Linked DNA regions of Gossypium hirsutum: region 1 is linked to region 2. Evidence: chromatin contacts called from public Hi-C data. All regions are on one chromosome and are shown on one strand. Each heading gives the region's core, a stretch centred on a gene start, on an enhancer-like site or on the middle of the called end of the contact. The rest is flanking DNA. Distances are from core to core; before and after follow the strand shown.

Region 1 (4,439 bases), core at 469-2,968, 370 kb after region 2:
ATGGTACTGAAGGAATAAATCTCAGAATTTGTGCTGCTAATGCTATATATTTTCTTAATAATATTTCAGGAAATTTTATATTTATTACATTAAAATATTGATAATTGAGGAAATAAACTCTACTGATTAATTGTGTTCATAATATTTGGAATAAAAAAGTAATTTGCATTACTACAGTATGCAATGGTAAGTAGAGTGTTTGTCGAAGTATAGACCAGTAATAGAAATCACCTTGGGGTAATCTAACTTCCTGAAATCTGAAGTTCAATAGAAGCATGTCATGACACGATAACAAACAAATTTATTATACATAATTTTTTTTCTTGATTTATTTATGTGTTCTTGTTACTGTAAAATAACATATACAGCATGAATTAGTGTAAAAAGAAAAAATGGAAGGGTTAAGAAAAGAATTACCGGCACCATCCGGTTTTGTAGAAAAACTAAAAATAAAAAAAGTTGGTCAACTGTTTTATATTAATAAAAAGGGAAGGACTACACGTGATTCCCGACTTTTAGTCAGCTTTGAGCCTGTCTTTGAAATTCTTGTTCATGTAATATTTGTTTAAATCTAACATATTTCAACTTTTTATCAACAGATTTGATTGGCTTAAGACTTTTTCAATATGAATTAAAAAAAAAAGAACTAACACTAGTGTTTCTAGATATCATCCATTCAAGTTTTGTTTTGTCTAATATGAAAATTGATTTAAATTTTGCCATTCCTTTTGAGTTTCAAGGCGAAAGGATAATATAAAAACTAAAATTGACTTCACCCATCACCTAAGAGTTCGATCAAACCTTAACCCATGCCTATAAATATTTGCATGTCAAGAAAGGAAAATTAAAATGAAGTATGATACATAACGACTCCTCTTCTCCATGCCTAAGGAGGAAAAACTCATGTACCAACTTCGAAATAAAACGAATATAAAAGAAACCTAAATTTGATTAGTAATAGCGAGAGCTTCTACTTTATATGTTCATTGTCAACGTTGTTGAGTTATTTCAAACCCCTCATTTTCTCCTTTGGACCAAAACCAAATCTTACATCACCTTGGGTCCAAAACTTCCAAGAAAAACAACAACAACACGATACAAAAGCAATTTGGTTTAATTTTGGTCTTGCTCTCTCTTCTCTTTCCTTTTAATCTAAAAAATCTACTCCAAATTAATAATTCAAGTTGAATTGATAATCATTATAAAAAATTTATCTTTAAATTGGATTACATATTAAATTTAAAATTATATTTCTTTAACACGGTTTTAAATATATATAACGAACCATAGATTTTGGGTGGCTTTATATTGGCCATAGAATCAACTTTATTTTACAAAAATGCTATATAAGCCAGTTTAATTAAAGTTTTTAGATTGCACGTCAATTATTAAATTAGAAAATAAAACTAGAGATTAAATTTAAAATGTGTAATCAGTACAGGGACTGAGAATACAATTTAGACCCAACAATTATCAAAGCTTTCTCCAAGAAATTCTTAAAATCAATCTTAGCCGTTGGACTAAAACTCCACTATGGATTCCCATCATTTCTATTACCCGGTCACCCGGTCATCGTTCAACCTTTATAATCAACCCTTGTTGCTCCCTCAGCTCTAACTCTTTGCCTTCCATCTTCTTCCCTTCCTTTTTCTCAGGCTTCAATAACTTGCTGACCTCTCAAGTTACCTTCCCTGCAAAGCTTCGTTTCTGTTTCTTTGACCTCAAAATGGCGGTGGATCTGATGAGTTTTCCGAAGATGGATGATCAGATGGCGGTACAAGAGGCTGCATCGCTAGGCTTGAAGGGCATGGAGCACCTGATCCGTCTCCTTTCTCACCAGTCCAACAACGTCGACTGCACCGACCTCGCCGATCTCACCGTCTCTAAATTCAAAAAGGTCATCTCACTTCTCAACAGAACCGGTCACGCCCGGTTCAGACGCGGGCCGATTCAACCCCTTTCTTCCTCGTCTTCCCCCTCGACATCATCCTCTGCTTCTCTGTCTGTTCCGAATTCTCAAAACAATCTAACTCTAACTTCTGCTGCGATCTCAACGCCGGCGACCATAAATACGGCGGTGGTCGGTACTTCGGTTATCAGTCCTTCTAGCTTCGTTCAATCGCAGCCGCAGAGTTTGACTCTGGACTTCACAAAACCTAATTTGTTTGGCTCCAACGGTAAAAGTACCGAGTTGGAGTTCACAAAAGAAAGCTTTAGCGTTTCCTCTAACTCTTCGTTTATGTCTTCTGCCATCACCGGAGACGGCAGCGTCTCGAACGGGAAGCAGGGATCATCTCTATTCTTGGCGCCGGCGCTGGCCGTTTCGACGGGAAAGCCGCCGCTATCGTCGACACCGTTCAAGAAGAGATGCCATGAACATGACCACTCCGATAACGTTTCCGGCAAGATATCTGGCTCCGGCAACAGCAAGTGCCATTGCTCAAAGCGAAGGTATATAATATTGTTTTCCTAGTTTTATCCTCCAATTCATGGCATATTTTAACCGTCAGTTTAGGTTTTTGACTTTTATGGGATACCGTAAACAAAATTCAAAGTCGAATAATTTAAAGTAACTTAATGAGATAACTCGAGTCGAGTTGCTTTGAAACCGGCCGAGTTTAGCTGGAATCAATATCATGTAGATCGTGGGGCGAATTATTGGTCAAAGCCTGGGGGGTTGTTGAACAGTTTAGGCATATTAAATGATAGAGCGCGCGCGGTAACCAGAAAAGCTGTAAATTTAATTGGGAGTGGCAATCAAATTTCTGAACCTCGGTGTTACAACTATTTTGTCTTATGAGATGCTTTTCAAGTTTGACTTTTCTTTTTGGTTAAATATATGGGACCATAGAACTGGCGGTGCATGATAGGGAATCCTACTCCACTTTATTTATTATTTTAGGTCAAATTATTGCTTACGGTTTGTGTATTGGTTACTTGAATAATTTTCAGGAAAAATAGGGTGAAGAAAGTAATAAGGGTTCCTGCCATAAGTTCGAAGATCGCCGATATTCCACCAGACGAGTATTCATGGAGGAAATACGGGCAAAAGCCAATCAAAGGCTCCCCATTCCCGCGGTATCCTGCTGTTCTTCCTTTTTCAATGTGCAACTTCATATCATTAGATCAAACGGTTGATAATTTGTGTTTTGACTTATTTTCTCAGAGGATATTATAAGTGCAGTAGCGTTAGAGGGTGCCCCGCGAGGAAACACGTGGAGCGAGCCCCCGATGATCCGTCAATGTTGATTGTAACGTACGAAGGGGAGCACCGACACACTCAACCCGCAATGCACGAGAATATGGCTCCTGCCGTGGGAATGGACTGGACTTCGAGTCAACGTGATAATAAGCAAATATTAATCTAAGTTAATTTATACATAAAAAAAGAGTTTAGTGGTGTTTTGTAATATTTTGGAGTAGGTTGGGGCAATTGGATGTAAATAGGTATTGTACTAATTGTAATGCCAAATTAAAAAGTAGACTGACAAAGTCGTTGAGATTATGCTTAAAGCAAAAGTTCTTTCTCTCTCTTCTCTACTGTGTGGATGCAACGAATGAGATTCTGTGACAGTGAAGATTATATATTTTGAGGCGTTAAAAATTAATAATTATCTCTATTTTTTAAAAGGGTAAATTACCTAGTAGTTGAGAAACTACGCTTTTTAAGTCAACTCTATAAGTTTATAAAAGGGTGATTTAATTATTAAAAGTTTCTTTATTTATAAAAAGATTAAAATAATTTTTTATTTTTTCTCTGATTTGCAATAAGGTGATTATTTTATAATTTTTTATAATTGGTGATAAAATTATAGTTAAGTGACTTCTATTATAGCTTATTTTTTAAAAAACTATATTTGATTTATTGATGATGCGTGGTTGTATAGATAAAAATTTATAAAATGTCCAATATTTATAGGAATGGGAGTAAAAAATAGGTAAAAGTCTCCTAGAGATTCTTGTATTAGGAGTTAAATTAGTGGTAACAAAAAATGTACTTTCAGGACTTTTTTCTAAAAATTGAACCCATAAATATTTTTATTAAATATTTACGAATTTATATATAAGTAAATTAAATTTTGGATTGGTAATTTTGCTAAATTTGGGATTAGTTAAGGTACAATGACTAAATTGTAAAAGAGGTAAAAGTTTGATTATTATGAAATTTTATTAAGTAGAGATGGAACACAGACTAAAGTGGCAATTAAACCACTTTAGAAATAATAGTGGACGGTAAGTAGGTGTTTTCATCATAATTCGGCTTAAAAATTTAAAGAAATAATAAATAAAAATAATGGAGAGTGGGGGAGCTGGTGGACAGACAAAACAAAGGAAATTTTCTTTTCTTTTTTTCTACCATGGGAGATACGACTAGTGTGAAAGTACTAAAGGGAGATACGACTGTATGGGGGTGGAAAGGAAGGAAGGAATGGAGTTAT
Region 2 (4,492 bases), core at 288-2,787:
GGAATTAAAAAGTGTCATTCGATTGTAAAACTTCAATCAATCATGAATAGAAGGCAATGTTTTGCTTAGGAGGCCTTACCTGCGCCCATAGCTTGGGCTCCTACGATATCTAGGGCTGCGGCTGCGACGTCTTCCGGAACCACCACGTGTACGACATTCTCGAGCAAAATGACCAGCCTCACCACACTCGTAGCACTTCAAATCAGAACCACCCGACCGTCCCCGACCACCTCCACCTCCGCCTCCGCCTCCACGTCCTCCTCTGCCTCTAGAATTATGAGAAAGCTCAACTCTCCAGCCATTCTTGCCTAAATCCAAATATGAGACTTATAAAGCTAGTATAGTCTGTGAATCTCAAATGATAACTGTATGCTTGTTAAAAGATGCTATTAAGAAAACAAAAATCAGAAACTAGCAACTGGATGGATGAATGAGATAAAACCATGTCCCACCAACAAGTTTTACAGAATTTTGAATTAATATATAAAACTAAATTGGAGAAATGTCAAACATAACACAGCCACATGGGCAGCTTAATTCTGGTCTAACAGCTCACACAAACTTCCTCCACAAATAGACATGAAGGTTAAACGCTGTTAAAGGCACATTCTTCATTAAAAAAATCCAAATCTAAAGAATTATGAGACTATCAAATTATGAATTTCATCACTAATCTTTCTTATTCATAAAGGAGCAGATCAATAACAATGCATTAGCTCCTAACCAAGGAGGAATACTTAGAAAAATAAAAACTAGGTTGGCATAATTTGTTTCCAATACAAAAAAATAAAAAATAAAAACCCACAACTAACAAGACAGAAAATTTAGGATGCAATTAGTGTCATAATCAGAAATGAGGAAATCTGGTTGGAATACCATCTAATTCACGAATTGCATCCTCGGCGTCTCTGTGATCATCAAAGTCAATGAAAGCGTAACCTGGTGGCCTTCTAGCAACCCACACACTGCAATATATATCAAATCAGAAAGACGAAATTGGATAAAATTATGACAGAAAAACGTGCTGGAAAGGTGCATATTACAAACAATTGTTGCTCACAATGTAGCAGTAAAAAAGAAGACAAAAAGAAAAGAGAGGTACAACAATATTATTCTACCTTCGAATAACTCCAAAGACACGAAACTCGTCTTCAAGATCTCGCTCCGAAACTCGTGGGTCAAGGTTACCCACGTAAACTCGAGACATTTCTTTTTTTCTCCAAAGAAACCTATCAAAACAAATTTCACGTTATTTCAAGTCTCACTTCAATACCAAAATCCCCAAAAAACAATTGTAAAACCTAACAACGAAATAAATCAAGATAGATGTAAAAACAAACTGCCAAAATTGAACGTAAAAGAGAGATCTAAAAGTTAAACCTGGTGAGTTGCGAGAGAGAAGAGAAAGAAACCCTAGCAGTAGCAGCGGGGGAAATTAGGGATTTTGATTTTTTAGAAAAAGAAAAAAGAGTTATGAACGTCGAAATTAAAAAAGAAAAACTCTTAATAGAGTTTAGAGCGCATACGAAGTTTCCAAGATTACCCTTGCTTGACAGTCTTTATTTCAGATTCAGTTCAAAACGAAAATAACGATTTTGCCCCTGTAGTATTCTTATTGAGCCATAAAGGCCACCAAGAAATAGAATGCCCAATTTGCTCAACTATTTGACCCAACCCCTTATGCTCGATGGATAGCAGTCGGTTGATTCTGTTAAATGTTGGAAAATCGATTTAATCCATCAACCCTATGCTTTAACCCATCGAATTAGGTCCTAACTATAAAATATATATATATATTGTTACCCAGTGATGCATGGGTTAGTTTATTTATTTAATATATATTTTTTAGTTAATTAAAATATTTTAAATAAAATTAAAAAATATTATCTTATAATTTAATATTAATAAATTTTAATATAACAAAAAGATATTATGAATATTATTAAATTATATGTCATAGAGAAGCTTTTTTTCTCTATGTGTTGTAAAAAAATAAATTATATGAAATCATTAAATATATATTTATATTAATAAAATTTATTTGTTGTAAAGTAAAACTCCAATTCCGTATTTATAATTTTAAAAATTTACACTATTTAAGCGTAATTAAAAATGTATAAATAATTAAATTTTAAAATCAATAAATAAAAATCAATATCTTTGTAAAATTTTAAAATTATATAATATGTATAATATTATTTTAATGACTAATTTTTATATAATATCTTATTATCATACTAAATTTTATATTTAGAAATTAAATAGTATTAAAAATTTTAAAGTAATTGATAAATTTAAATAGATAATTTTGTTAATTTTTTATATTTCGTTTAAAATATTAAATATTTTAATAATAATAATATAAATTTTATATTTATTTTTCACTTTTTTATATTATTTTTCATGGTTTTTAATTTATACTGATCTATCAATTAATTATTACCGTTTTATTAATTTTAAAATAAATTATCAAATTTTAACATTTAGAAAACCAAATATTATAATTTTTAAATGATTTTTAACAATGTTTTTTTTACATTTTTTACATCTTGATTATATATTATCAAACATTTAAAAATAGTTAAATGGATAAAATAATAAATAAATATAATAAATTACAAAATATTTACTTATATTAATTATCTTAATATGTTTGTCCTTCCGTTTAAATTTCAAATTTAAGATAATTAAATTTATCAAATTACTAAAATTTGATTTTTATTTTCAACTATATTTTTTTAAAAGTGACATTTTTGGTAAATTTTATTTATTTTTATTGGGTTTTATGTGTTCCTTATAGGTTGTCAATCTTTATAAATAGATGGAACGATTATTTTTTTTTTTAAAATCACTATGTTTGAATTTATGTGAAAAATAAAAAAGTATTCAAGGAGTAATTTAAAAAATTAAATTTAAATTTCAATAGGAAAATTTATAAAGATATTTCAAAATTAAATATTTTGAAAGGATAGTTTGGTTAGAAATATATAAAATAATTTTGTTGAACTAACTTTATTTCATAAATTATTTTGATATAATAAATATATCTTTAAAATATAAAAAATTTTTTAATAAAGAATTCAAAGCATAAATAATATTTCAAAACTTCTAAACATTTTAGAAAATGCTTTAAACACTTAAAAATATTTTTGACAAAATTTTAAAAATAAATTTAAACTCTTGAACTTAATCAAAACCATTTCTAATCAATTGAAAAACTATTCCTTACAAGAAGTATCGATGTTTTCTAAAATATATCGATACTTGTAAAATTATATCGATCTTTCATCTTTTTATCGATACCAAATCTGCTTTTTGTTTTGAATAAAAAATTGAACACAAACAATAAGTATCTATACCTTGAAAATTATATCGATACTTATTAAATTTTAACGATACCAAAAATTTATATGTAAAAATAGAATGTCGGTAATGACAATATATCACAAAAAAAAATAAAGAACACACAGATTTTACGTGGAAACCCTTTTGGGAAAAAAAATCACAGGCAGAGGAGAAGAAAATTCACTATGTCGAATTCGAATAATTATAAGAGGAGTAGAGTATGTCTATTTATAGGCTTGTAAAACCATATTCTAATAAGATTGAAACACCTTATTCTAATCAATTTCAAATAGATGGAGTTTAATAAGGTTTAAAAAACCTTATTCTAAAAATAAAATAAAAGAAGTATAATTCTATAGGGATTTTACTTTTATTTTATTTTACCACTGTATTTGATTTAAATAAGGATTTGAGTCACTTAATTCTAACAATCTCCACCTTGACACTAATTCTTAATGAGCAAGTTCTTCATCGCGAACTCTCAACGAACAAGTTCTCTACCTTTTCCATAAAACCCCTTAAGGGTTTAACTTCAACAATGAACACCAACCAAGTCTAAGCAATGCTCAAACTTGGTTATAGGAAGTGACTTAGTCATCATATCTGCAGGATTTTCATGAGTATTAATTTTGCTCACAACAATATCACCACAAGCAATAATATCACGAACAAAATGATACCGAACATCAATGTGTTTTGTTCTCTCATGAAACATTTGATCTTTTGTAAGGAAGATGGCACTCTGACTGTCACAAAATACTGTATTGATTTGAAGGTCTTCATTGAGTTCACTAAAGAGTCCCTTTAACCAAATAGCTTCTTTATAAGCCTCATTATTCGCCATGTACTTAACTTCAGTGGTAGACAAAGCGACTGTAATTTGCAAAGTGGCTTTCCAACTGATTGCACAACCTCCGATTATAAAGACATAACCTGTGAGAGATCTTCTTCTATCGAGGTTTCTAGCAAAATCAGCATCAACATACCCAATGACTCCATCTCTAGTTCTTCCAAACTGTAAGTAAACATCGGTAGTACCTCGTAAGTATCTTAAAACCCACTGAATTACTTTCCAATATTTTTTACTGGGATTCGCCATATATCTGCTAATTGCACTGACTGCATATGATAAATCTGGACGTGAACA

Evidence for each region. Hi-C and Micro-C count contacts between places; a contact is called where the count stands out from the background.
Region 1: a contact with region 2 is called in a Hi-C map of leaf, with 3 times the contacts expected there. The contact joins the promoter of LOC107961713 here to the promoter of LOC107901642 in region 2. A contact is called at or near these places in 16 of 34 Hi-C or Micro-C datasets (anther, callus, fibers and 4 more).

What each region holds. Positions count from the first base shown.
Region 1 is chrD06:26,384,392-26,388,830 of Gossypium_hirsutum_v2.1, forward strand. It overlaps LOC107961713 (probable WRKY transcription factor 17), which reads left to right and starts at 1,719. Exons shown (of 3, transcript NM_001327715.1): 1 at 1,719-2,451; 2 at 2,953-3,078; 3 at 3,167-3,431. The coding sequence starts at 1,727. The coding sequence ends at 3,341. It overlaps LOC107963026 (ATP synthase subunit gamma, mitochondrial), which reads left to right. Exons shown (of 6, transcript XM_016899626.2): 6 at 1-80.
Region 2 is chrD06:26,012,278-26,016,769 of Gossypium_hirsutum_v2.1, forward strand. LOC107901642 (serine/arginine-rich splicing factor RSZ22) reads right to left here and starts at 1,538. Exons shown (of 6, transcript XM_016827713.2): 1 at 1,381-1,538; 2 at 1,119-1,229; 3 at 877-965; 4 at 80-308. The coding sequence starts at 1,207.